2 separate regions of the Ovis aries genome follow, and region 1 is linked to region 2. The links are chromatin contacts, called in public Hi-C maps. All regions are on one chromosome and are shown on one strand. Each heading gives the region's core, a stretch centred on a gene start, on an enhancer-like site or on the middle of the called end of the contact. The rest is flanking DNA. Distances are from core to core; before and after follow the strand shown.

Region 1 (6,559 bases), core at 3,234-5,733, 44 kb before region 2:
CTTACTGAATAACAGGAAAATTATTACATACAAGGGAAACCCTGAGAAGTACCATACCAGAACAGAAGAAACTTTTTTTGTGGAAATACAGAATCACAGTTCAAAGTGGTATTTGCAGGGTATCTAAAGATAAGGATTTTGCAAAAGGGAGAATGTGGAAGTTGGGGGGAAGAGCACCCAGATGTCCCAGGTAAAGAAAGAGACACAATGCAATGGCCCAAAAGGAGACAGAGATGCAAGGATGCAGAGCTCCTCCAGGATAAATGAGGCCTGCAAGGTGAAGAGTGGTCATAGAGGCCAGGAAGGTAGGTGCAAAGGAATCATACCAATCTACCATCTTCAGGGGCTAGCCCATAACTCCAAATATTTAACTGAAATATTTGTTTATAAAGGTTTCTTAAATAAATCAACTGGTAGAAAAGAACTCAGTCTGGGTTAGGAATAAGTATGTCAGAGAAGCTAGAACTGTTCATACTTCCTGTATCATATATAGAGCATTGCCCCAGAATAAGAAAGAGCTCTCCTTCAATCTGATGCTGTCCAGTTGAAACCAAACTGGAACCTATGTCTCTAGAATCCCTTCTCAGAGTTTCTGTCATTCCACTGTGGCTACATCTCGAGAGAAAGCAGCCTGTGGTTCCCTGAACTTCACTGTGGAGACAAAAAATTTTAGGTTTAAAAAATTAAGAAGAAAAGCAAACACGATACAAAGGGACTTCTATTCTTGCCACCACTCAACTCAGAATAAAATGTGAGTCTTGAAGACAGGATCATGGGTCTGTGTTCTCCTGATTTTCAGTGTGTTGGCAGTAGGGGTAGCAAGGGTAATAGCATGACCAGGGCTGAAGGTGATAGGTATAGAGCAGAAATGGTGATCAAAGAAAATCATTTTCCTTAACAGTAATTTGGGACCCAAATGTGTATAAGGAGCTGCAGGCCCAGATCCACTGCCACACAGGATGCTAACATAAGTGGGCACCCACTACCTTCCTTTTGGGCCTGGCCTCTTCATTATCAATGAAGAGATGAGGGCAGTCTAGTTTGAAAGGCAAGAACCTGAAGATAAAGCCTCCAAAGTCAGCAGAAAGTTCCCAGGCAGCCCCACAGCTCAGCAGGAATGGAGGAGCTGGCCTGGGTAAGATAGCATTTCAAGATGTGGTCCCCAGCATAAGAACTAAGGCCCTGTCTAAGCCTGTCCTTGAAAACTGTGTCTCTGGAAATCATTTAACGTTTAAGGAACAAAAAGAGTCTGGATGGGGGGGGGGGCTGTCACTTATATACACTAGCCCACCGACCCCTAGCCCAAGAACAATAAATCCACTGTTATTTATTGAAAAATTGAATACAGACAATTCCCAAGCAAGCCCTTCATTGGTCTATAGCCCATCTCAGTAGTCTGTCATCCAAAGCCCTCAAAAAACTGGATCTCTCCTATGTCCCCAGTTGGCTGGCCTAAAAAAGAAAATAACTACCTACCTCTGCCTTGACAGCAACAGCTGGGGAACTTTGCCCTCTAGACCTGGCCAACTTCAAATAAGGAACTCTCTCATTTCCTAGGGCCAAGAGTACCCAGATGAGCAGTAGCTGGGCCACAGAGAGTAGATCGGGACAAAGTTTCCTCTCATTTGCTCCATGTTACTGAACTACAATAACAGGCTCTTTACCAGAGAGGAATTTGGAGGATGGCTTCCCAGGTGGCACAGTGGTAAAGAATCCGCCTGCCAATGCAGGAGATGCAACAGATGTGGATTCAATTCCTGGGTCGGGAAGATCGCCTTAAGGAGGAAATGGCAACCCACTCCAATATTCTTGCCTGGAAAATTCCATGGACAATGGAGCCTGGTGGGCTACAGTCCATGGGGTCACAATGAGTCAAGACACAACTGAGCATGCAGACACACAGAGGACAAAGCAGAGACAGAGTCAAATAATCACAACTGACTTGTCTGAACAATGGACCTGTATGCCAGAAGGAACTGGCATTACCAACTCCACATCATGAATAAGGAAACTGATGAGCAAAGAGGCAGGTAACATAAAGACGGAAATGAACAAATTATGTTAACAACAATGCGCCAAGCTCCTTCACTCACAGTCTCACTTAACATCACTAAAACCACACTTACTCAGCCAGCAAGTGGTGAAGACAGGCCTTCTGGACATTCCAGAGCACCATCCTTGACTCCACCTACCTCTCTGGTCATGCTGATTTCACTGCTGACTTCAGACAATGCCTTGGCAACTATTTTGGCTAAGGCCCAAACACTCCGGTATAAGGGAACCTGGGCATATCTGTGAAGCATTACTTGGGAAGGCCCCCTTGCCAGGACAGAGCTTGTGAGTCAGCCCAATTGGGTCTGAGCTCAATGACCTCACCTCTCACCTTCCACCTCCCCATTCTTCAAAGGCCCAAGTCCTCTGGGCTTTCAGTGGCATTGCTGCTATGGAGAAGGCAAAGGTAAGTGCATAAGGGTGGCCAGAGGTAGGATGAGCCCTACTAGGGCAACCCCAGAACTTCAGTCTCTTCCTTGGACAGAGGGCAGTCCCTAACTACATTGTCACTCAAACTGCCTTTCCCCATTATTTAGGCTCTAGCATCCTCCATTTCCTGCTGCCAGAACTATCGCTAAAGCAGGGCAGGGCCTGGTCTGTCTTGGCTCTTGAGATGACAGCACTGACTCAAGCAGCTGTTTTCCATAAGGGGTAAAACAAGGGTTGCTTTTAATCTCTAGCCTAGGAGGCATTCTCCCCCTCTCCCTTCCCCTCCTCCTTCTCCACTGACTCACTCACTTCCCAGCAACTCAGCCCCTTCCCGTGGACTTGGAAGTGGGACCTGGTACAGTTATCTGTTCTGACCTCTTCTTGCCCATTGCCAGACCCTTACTTAAAACAGACAACAAGACCTGCCTACGGTTAACCCTTCCTATGCCATGCTTTTCCCCAGTAGGTTCTAGAAAGGAGACCACCTGGACCCCATACACACTCATACCTTTAGTGGGTCAGCAGTAATTCTTTAGTTACTCTAACTGCTGCAAAGGGCACGGAAGACAATGGTTCCTTTTAACTTGCTTTGATCAGTCGCCTTCCCTAAGAATCACTTCAACTGGGAGACAAGGGCATATTGGAGCCTGGGTATTACTTGCCCAGTTATATTTGGGACAGCAACCTCAAACAAAACTAACCTTTGTTAACAATGAGGACATAATTACATTGTCGCTATGTGAGGAGAGCTCAGGACAGAGACCAAAGGTAAAAAGGAGATAAACAATCAGAAACCTTAGCAAGCTACAGCTTTCCCATTAATCCAGCCTTAATTGCACAGCCTTTTGCTTAACCTGAGACTGAGGTAGAGTCCCCCTCTGCCTCTCAACACATTAAGGTCTGGAAGGAAACTAGCTCCTCACCATTTATACCTAACTCCAGGACTTATTTTCAAAATCAGCTCAGCCAAACCATACCCCAGGAGCAAACACCACCCATTCCCCTACCCTCTACCCTAACTCATCTCTCCTCCTAGGCACAGGGTTCTGCCCTATAAGCTCCTTAGCATGGCCATTCCTCTTCAAATTTCCTCAAGATTTCAATCTACTCATCCTAGAACCTCATCTGGCTCCTTCAGAATAAACCCTTCTGAACTTCTCATTCTTATTCTCCAACAGAATAAATAATCTAGAATCCCCACCTATCAGACCTGAAAGGAACCTCAGAGATCACTTGATTCAAATTCTACAATATGCAGCTGAGGAAACTGAGGTCCAAGGAAGGGGAAGCATTGGCCTAGAGTCACACAGCTGCTGGACAGTGTGAAAGCAAGGATTAAAAGCCTTGTTCTGGATTCACTGGCCATAATAAGCAATAGAAACACCCTAGCACTTAAAAAACAGTAGACAAATCAGGATGTTGAGCTGAAAAGACTATGTGGAGAAGGCAGAACCAGCTTACTTCCATTAAAAACTATTAGCAGACACTGAATGGAAGTCTAGTTTATGACAGAGGGCAAGCCTAACTTTTAGGTTCTGATACATTCACCATCACTCATTCTAGAGAGACTAAACCTTTTATAACCACAAGGAAGGAAACTAAAAGGTCCCCTATTTCTTCTTAAAACTTAGATAGCAACTAATTGGGAAGGTCTCTGGCAGCAGGTACAGCCAAGACCCAAGCTGGAGGTGGGGACAGAGCAGGGAGGTATAGAGGGTGAAGATGACACAGCAGGGAAGGAGGCAGGGAATTTGAGGAATGGATTTATATCCAGGTAGCCAAGAACAACAGTTTCTTCAATTCTCATAAAACTTTGAAGCCACTGAATTTAAAGGAAACAGGGCTTATCATTAATAAGTCTCTCACATGGATTAAGCCTCTCTCTGGGGCCACACCCAGCAGGGCTTCAGTCACTAGCATCAGTTTCCTGCTTAACCCAGCTTCCTGCCTACAAGTTTCACAAGAAGTATTTATAGACTGGAAACACAGACCATTTGCAGCTGCCTGGAGACACTAGTCACACAGAACACCAGAAGAGGGCTCTATTCTCTCTGCTCAGAAACACACCACAGCAACCTCCAGCATCCCAGCTCTGAAGGGCACTGGAGCTGACCTAAGAATCAGCTTGGATTCCATCCATTACTCATGGGATTTCCGCCCTGTCCTGTGTTAAAACTGCTGAAGACAGGATCAGTCAACTATGTAGGGGCAAGAGAAGGCTTCCAGCTAAATAAAAAAACTCTATTTTCCAAATTTATGGTTATAAGGAAGGGATAGAGATAAATCGGGAGATTGGAATTAACATATATATATGTGTATGTGTGTGTGTGTATATATATATATATATATATATATATATATATATATATATATATATGTATTACTTATATGGGCTTCCCAGGTGACGCAGTGGTAAAGAATCCACCAGCCAATGCAGGAGATGCAGGAGATTCGGGTTCAATCCCTGGGTTAGGAATATCCCTTGGAGGAGGGCATGGCAACCCACTCCAGTATTCTTCCCTTAAGAATCCTATGGACAGAAGAGCCTGGCGAGCTACAGTCCATGGGGTTGCAAAGAGACACAACTGAGTGCACGTGTGCACACACAGACACACACACACACATACACACACACACTGCTATATATAAAATAGATAACTAATAAGGACCTACTGTATAGCACTCAATACACTGTAAAGACTTACATGGGAAAATAATCAATGATTCACTTTGCTGTATACCTAAAACTAGCACACTGTTATCTCTTTGATATATAGTAGTCAACTATACTCCAATTTAAAAAAAAAAAAAAAAGCTCTGTTTTTGGTCCCAGAGCTAAGCTACGGTTGGCTTCCTGCCAACCTTGCTGGTATGCCAACAGTCAAACCTGGCATCTAGGGGACTCACAAAACTGGAGTCCTTATCCTAGAAATAATGGTCTCAGTCCTTTGAGAAATAAATCTTGGTATAGCTGAAAGATGCTTTAGAGTCTCTCTTACTTTCCTGTTTCTAAAACTCAGTTTTCTAATATATAAAATGAACCTAATAATATCAACCTCACAACAGGGTTATTAGGAGATTTTAAGTTAAAATAACAGACAAGAAAGTACTTGGCATATCATAAGTAGAATGTGATGATTACTAGCACCTCCACTTTTAGCCATGTTATTGCAAATATTTAATCTCTCCAGAATAATTTGAACTTAAAGCCGGTTTGACTACACTGAAGGGCTATGGGTTGCCAAGAAGACCTGCAGAGGGCCCTTCTAGCCTAAGGGCCCTTTGATTTTGGGGGAAACTCTAAAATATGATTAGATTTCTAGTTAGTTAGACAATTTGAAGCCATGCATATCAGGCAGAAACACACACATCCTTGCATTATTTTAAATGCTTTTTCTCTTGGGAGGGATAGGGATTTCCCCCCAAGAAGCAGAGCCCTGAAGTGAGGCAGAATACAACAGAGCACCTAGGCTACCTTGTCTTTTTAAAGGATGCCTGCTCTTCTTTCCTCATCCTATGCTCTGCCTTGCCATTTTCTCTAGTTGTGTCCCATTAATATACACAGGTTCCCAGCCCTCCAGCACAACCCACCAAAACATCCAAACTCCTTCAGCTGGTATCCAGAAAAATCACAAACTGGGTCTGTAGATAGGCTAATCAGCATCAATTGGGAAAAATTTCAAAGACAGATTTCCTGGCCCCACCCACAGAGATCATGATTTATTATTATATAAGAAGCAGGACCCAGGCATCAGAATTAAGACCTTCATATAATTCTAAGGCCCAGCCAAATTTGCGAACCTCTGGCATGGAATACAGCCTCTCAAGGGCTGGTGTCAACAGTCAATATGGACAGCCAGATGCTCGATTGAAGGGGAAACAAAGCCAAGTAGATAGCAGTAACTACAGGGACATCTAGGCCAGTGGGCCTAGTGAATGGTTCTCCAGAGTTAAATGCAGCTTACCTCCACAAAAGATCAGGGGCTAAAGTAATTTCTCTACACACTAAAGCAATTTCTCTACCTACTAAAGTAATTCCTCTCTTGTAGAAGGAACATAGCTATGCACTCTAAAAACC
Region 2 (6,578 bases), core at 1,855-4,354:
GATTGGGGGCAGGAGGAGAAGGGGACGACAGAGGATGAGATGGCTGGATGGCATCACTGACTCGATGGATGTGAATCTGAGTGAACTCTGGGAGTTGGTGATGGACAGGGAGGCCTGGCGTGCTGTGATTCATGGGGTCGCAATGAGTCGGACATGACTGAGCGACTGAACTGAACTGAACTGAGGTGACTAAGGAAGAAAATGGGCTGTAAAAGTGAAACCAATCCTGGACAGACTGTAGACATTGGTTCATATGAATGAATGAATTCATTTTTCCACTATCTTCCTTATCTGTCATGCTCCAGAAGTAACCTAAAACACACTAGTGAAGTAGGCTTCCCAGATGGCTCAGTGGTAAAAGAATCTTCCTGCCAATGAGGGAGACGGAGGAGATGTGGGTTTGATCTCTGGGTTGGGAATATCCCCTAGAGGAGGAAATGGCAACCTACTCCAGTATTCTTGCCTGAAAAATTCCATGGACAGAGGAGTCTGGCAGGCTACAGTCCAGGGGGTGCAAAGAGTCAGACATGACTTAGTGACTGAGTATGCACACACACACACTAGTGAAGAAGGAATGGAAAATAAGGAATTTTCTCCCTTTATTAAAGTTACTAGCTGGTATGCAGTGAACTAGAAGTGTGCCCCTGGATACCTCAACAGTGGGATAAGGAATGAGAAAAGTAACAAGAGGCACCTTGTGACACCTGGAACACTCACCAGGAGACCACACAAATACCAACATTAGTTACTCTGCCCAAATCATCCACTTCCTTTTATCTAAGGACCAGAGAGTCCTGAAAATAAAGTCCTCAAAATTTGCTTTGAGCAAGAGAAGGGGCTCAACTTCAATAATACTTCAGTAAGTGAGAATAGAGGGTCAATGGGATGAGCATCAAGAAGCATGGACCCCAATCTTGATTCTGTCATCATGTGCCCTTAGGTGGTAGGTCCTTTCCTGTTAGGCCTAAATATCCTCATTAGTTGAGAGAGAGACCTACTAGATAGTGTGTAAAGTCCTTTCAGGTTAAGATTCCATGGTCTTAACAGGCATAATACAGTTGTTTCTCCTAAGTTAAACTTTCTTTGAAGCAAAAAGCATGGGAAATTCTCCAAAGCTTCCAGTCTATCAAAATTTAGCCCTCTCCTTCCAGCATGATTCAGTCAGTCTGCATAAAAATACTTTCACTACCCTAGGCCTGACCTCCAACAGCCCATACTCCAGTCTCTCTCCACAACAGGAAGAAGATCACCATGCTGTCTTCTTTGCCACTTTTCACTGAGATATGGTGGTTTAGAAAACTCTGAAACCATTTTCAGGCCCATTAAAGTTGCATTTAAATAATAGATATTTCAGAACTGAGGATGAGAGATACCACATGTGTTGCAGGGCACAGTCAATTCCCAGAGATCCACACACCTATTTAGGCAAAGACACACCTGAAGAAGAGCCAGGGAGTCAACCACAGAGATAAAACCAAAGAGAGGGTCCTGGAAGGAATTTTATAATCCTCTGTAAGGCAGAGACTGTTCCCCCACTCCCTCTTTTTTCAAAACCATTCTCTCTCACTTTGTGTGTATGTGGGATGGGAGTGGGGAGTGTGTGGAAAAGCCCCATCTCATAAAACCATGAACAATGAAAAGATGAAGATGGTGGGAGTATACACTTGTTGAAAACTTGCTGTTTCTGAAGGACAGGGTTCTGGAAAGGAAAGAATCACTTGGCAGTGAGGCTGGAACACAGCAACGTGGCAACCAAAGCTCAGCACACACCCAAAGTACTGTCCCCCAGCCATTTCTTTTAGGGACCCTCAGTCCTCCCCACCACTGCTAGTCACTATCTCAGTTCTACAAGGCTCAGGCTGTCCTCAGAAGAAGGGTCTGGCAGAACTGCATAGCCTAAGCCAGTGCAACAAGCTGCTTGGCCTAAGAGATTCAAGCCAGGGTGGTCACCCAGCCTTCCAGAGCAAGGGAAGGGCCTCGGCAGCCATTTGGCATGACTTGCACAAAAGCAAGCAGGGCTCATTATTCAGGCACATCCCTCCCCCCTCCCTCCTGGGCATCCGGCCCCCCTAGGCCCCACTCCCAGGAGGCTTCTTCTCTTCTCAAAACAGTGGGGTGGAGACCAGATCCTAGAAGCTACCACCACTCGAGAAAGGTGTGGCCCCACAGAAGAGTCCACACCTCACAGAACAGTCTGGAGTAGACAGGAGGAAATAGCCAGTGAGTAATGGGAAAGGCAGGGATTTGGCGAGTGAAGAGAAGGAAAAAACCAGTCTTCTCCTCAAAGTCTTCTTCCCTCCTTTCAGACTGGTGTCTAGTGAAGTGTTAGCGCTCCTGGGCAAGAGTAAGTGGCCTCGATGAGTCTGTCCACAACTCTCCTCTTCTAGTGGGAAACAGCTGAAGCTTCCTGGGGAGGCTGTGGGAAAGGTGAGTGGGGGTGCGGGATCCGCCCTGAGCAGCTCCCACCCTTCTACTTGCTTCTCGGTTCCCATGGCCCATCCTGGTCTGAGGCAGCCTGGCCCCATAAAAGCGCCAATTCCTGGACTGAGGTAACTGTTTTCCTCCGGATGAGAATTCTCTACCCTGCGCCCAGGGCCCTTCGGGGGTAAAAAGAGACCTTGGGCCCTTAAGGAAATCTTCCTTACTATGGCATTCCAGACACAAGGAACTAGAATCTGAGAAAGAGGCCGGCCCCGCCCGACCCACACTTCTACCCCGGGACCCCTCTACACTCCAGGACGCGCCAGAACTGGACTCCGCCCCTCGTCCTCCCTGCTCCAGGCCTCGGCCGAGGGCGCGGCAGCGCGACCCGACGCGTGGCTGGCCAAGACCCCGGCCATCGGCAAAGCGCTACGAGGGTCAGCAAGAGCCCCCAGCGCCGGCAGCGCCCACCCCAGACACTCACCGTTTTGGGCATGGTGGCGACAAAGGGAGCAGAGTTGGCGAAGTTTGGCCAGGAGCTGTCGGACGGCGCTGAGCACGCAGTACACACGGCTGACTCCGGGGACCGGGGGCTCGGATTGGGTCTCTCTCTAGCGTCGGGACGACTGCTCGGCTTCCTGCTAACGGGCCACGACTTCACAAACCCCACCCAGGAAAGAGCCGCCCCTGTCGTACCGCCCGCTCCTTTATGTGGCCGGGCTTCCGCGCCGCTCCCCGCCCTCGCGCCCGCCTTCTAGCCGGCCGCCAGCCTCGCCCCGCCCAAACCAGCCCTGCCCGGCCACACCAGCTACTTGGGGGCCTGGCTGGGCCTGGGCGCCTCAGTGGGCGATCCCAGCCCTCACCCAGGCCTGCCTGCCTCCTCTCTCACTCCCTTCACAGACCTTGGCCCTTCGCATCCGGGCCATCCGGCGCCACCTCCCAAGTAGGGCTGGGCCCTAGGCCGCACCCTGGAAAGAGGCTTACAGCCCTGACTACAACTTTACACTAATGGGAGTTCACTACCTGTCAAAAGGGCTCTGACTCTCCGAAAGTTCTTCCTGCGTGTATCTGAACTCTTCTGTGGTTCCACCTATGGATCTCAACTGAGGCCACACAAATCTACTACTCTGCCAAACAACTCAGAGATCTGAAGATCTCATGTTCGCCTGAAACTTCTCTTCTCTTGGCTAACCAGCCTCAGGTTCTCCAACGCTTCATCAGTTCTCTTCTGCAGAATTCTGTATGACTTTTCCCATCATAGTTTGTCCCCATCCTTGCTCAATCCTCATTTTTTATCAAAAATGGACTCCTTTTTCCTATATCTGTCCTCTATTCACTTTCCTTCCTTCAAATACCAGTCTCCAACTTTTTGAAATCCTGATCCTGTAGTCCCACTGCAACATATTTACTGATATGTGATTCACTTTCTGGTAATTCCGCCAGGTTAGATACACCCTAGTCCATTCCTTTAAGATACGTCTGCCAGAACCCTTCCTGCTTCTTGTCAAGGTCACAGAATCCCAGCATAGAGGTGTTCTAAACTGTAGCAGTCATCTAGTTAAGTCTGAGCTTTAGTTTGAAAGTGATGGGCCATAGCTATCCTTTCTCGTATCCACTGGTAACTGTGTGGAGGCATGGTCTGAGTATTTTTTGTGAGGTAGGGCAATGTATACCTCAGGGATGATGAGCCAGTTTGGGGCAGTGAAAAAGATATTTGGGAGGGATGGTCACGACATCTGGATTTTAGTCATAGCTTTGCCATTAACTCCCCCTCTGACCACTATGTAGCCTTGGATAAGCCCTGTCCCCTCTTTGGGCTTGAGGTTCCCCTTCTGTAATAAGAAAGGGCTGAACTCTTGGGCTTCCAAGGTCCTTTCCCAGTCTGACGTTATAAAAGGATAAGAAAGGAAGTAAATTTCCTAGGACAATGGATGAGTCTAGCAGTGTTTCATAAGGACTGGCTTTGCATTTTCTCTCAGGAGTCAGCAGTCCTATTCTGTACTCCTCTGCTTTCCTAGCTCAACGGGGTCCATGTGTCAATGTGCCTCAGCTTCTCCCACTGCTGTCAAGATTCATTGATAAGTGTTAGGGTAAGCAAAGTTCCCTGCCCAAACCATTTTCTGGAGCTGAGCAGTTGACCCAAGGAAGAACAGCACACCCCAGAAAGCCTCAGCAGCATGGGTAGCAACGACATCAATCATGTTCCTTGACATTGCAGTGGCCCTTTTCCTCCAGGAGTTCAAGGAACTCACTGATTCCTGCATTCATATTCTAGAGCCTACAAGGGCCTAGAACTAGGCTATGTGCTTAAAAGGGGAGGGGAAGTTGATTGGAAACTCCAACTTTCATTATCCATCCTGGAAAGTGGAAAGTCCCTGTGTGTCATTCCCCACATGCCATGCCCCAAACACACACACACACACACACACACACACACACACACACACACACACACACACACAGACTGGTTAGGGAATGTCAAGCATCTGAACACAGTATTAAAAGGGAAAAGAGACTCAGGAGTTCAAGTGAGGGGAAGGAAGTCAAAGGGTTCAGACGTTAAGGAGATTGATGGAAAGAGAGGCTGAGAGAGGAGGAGGTGGTTGGCCCCCTGGGGAGGAGAAGGGTGGGGAATGGGAGGAAAACATAGGCTATCAGTGAGTGTTTAGTCTAGACCTCATTCAGGTCAAGGGAACTGAGGATCCAAAAGAGGAAAGAACTTACTCAAGATCCGGCAACCAGTGTGGAGAATGGATTCAGAAGTAATAGAGAAGACAAAGAACTCAGTTAAGCTGTTTCCATAATACAAGCAAGAATTTTTGAAGACTAGAACCAGAAGAGTAGTGTCACCCCTACTTTATCAGACAGAAGCTTGGTATGGTGATTACAGGTCAAGCGACTGAACATTGTTTGAAGGTTAAACTTGAAACGTCCTGGCTAGGAGGGACCTATATTTGATATCTCCATGTCTCCAAAGCAGAGCAGAGGAAGCTGAGGTGCTCTCTTGTTCTTCAGGATGGCCATTGAAACACACCTTTGTTTTTACCTCTTTGTAAAATATGTCATACCTGTATGGCCAGAACTTCCGAACCCTCCCACCTACCCTGCACCCGACCATGATCCCATGTGAATTGAGTTACTTCAGTCTTCTTGGGGCCAAAGTAATCTCAACAATTAGATTCAGATATGATGAGGTTTATTCCAGTGTTTGTAGAGAGAAGACGTAAAAATAAGGGCTAAACATCCCCTCATATGTTGGCTGGGTAAGGGAAATAAGAGGTATGAAGACACCTGGGTATTTAGAAGAACTAAATTCAAAGTTCAAGGAGGAACAGGCAATTTTTTTTCAAGCAGTAAAACTAGATGAGAGGCAGTACAGGGACATTCTCAAAGTGGAGTCCAATGAAGCTAGGGTGGAGGTGTCTGAATCAGGAGTAGGAGATACAAAAGGAGAAATTTGACCTGAGCTCTAGGTCCATACATGGAGTCTAGTGGAAAGGCTCAGGATTCCTAAGGGGCTAGGACGTTCCAGAGCTGCAGCAAACTCTGAATGTGAGAGTTAAGAAACAGCAAGCAGGAACTGCATAAGGCTGATTTATGTGAAAGCCTATGTCAAGCTCAAGAGAGAAATGAGATTGAACTTGTAATCACCTCCCACTCAAGATATAAGCTCACTGCAGTAAACAAGCTCCTGCATTCTAAATTGCATTCCTCTTTCAGAGGACACAATAGTGCAGGACAAGCAATATCAGAGAGTAAGTAGGTAGGGAGTAGTCTTGAATGCCAGGAGTACTTTGAATAAAAAAAGCCCTCCCCCTCCTCCACCCAGTCCATTGGATGGTAAACAGTTGAAAGTTTCCCATCACTCAGAGGGCTGCTTTTCATTTTCATCACTGTTAGAAAGTCCTTCTTTACATCTAAATTTGATTTCTTCAGCTTAACTCTGCACAATTGCTCTTGGCTGATGCTTGGTTAAGGAATTAATTGAGCCTCTGAGTTGTTCTTCTCCTTCATTCATAGAAGAGATATGTATCAGAGAGATGAGGACAAACATAAGCTTGAGGCTACACACTCCAAGTCCTTCTCTCTCTCTTAATTCCCTTGGATCAGCAGCCCAAGCATTGGTCTAGCTGTGCCCTTTACACAAACAAGAAAAT

Evidence for each region. Hi-C and Micro-C count contacts between places; a contact is called where the count stands out from the background.
Region 1: a Hi-C map of blood shows a contact between it and region 2, with 1.9 times the contacts expected there. The contact joins the enhancer-like site here to the promoter of MSN in region 2. A contact is called at or near these places in 5 of 16 Hi-C or Micro-C datasets (blood, skin fibroblasts and tail adipose tissue).

What each region holds. Positions count from the first base shown.
Region 1 is chrX:48,013,390-48,019,948 of ARS-UI_Ramb_v3.0, reverse strand. The region is part of intron 1 of MSN (moesin); the gene reads right to left. Among named protein-coding and RNA genes, the nearest start is that of MSN, 46 kb to the right of the region's middle. Within about 2 kb of position 4,483, at least 12 of the 54 cell types and tissues checked have an H3K27ac peak or open chromatin away from gene starts, as enhancers often do.
Region 2 is chrX:47,967,546-47,974,123 of ARS-UI_Ramb_v3.0, reverse strand. MSN (moesin) reads right to left here and starts at 3,104. Exons shown (of 13, transcript XM_012106591.4): 1 at 2,906-3,104. The coding sequence starts at 2,917.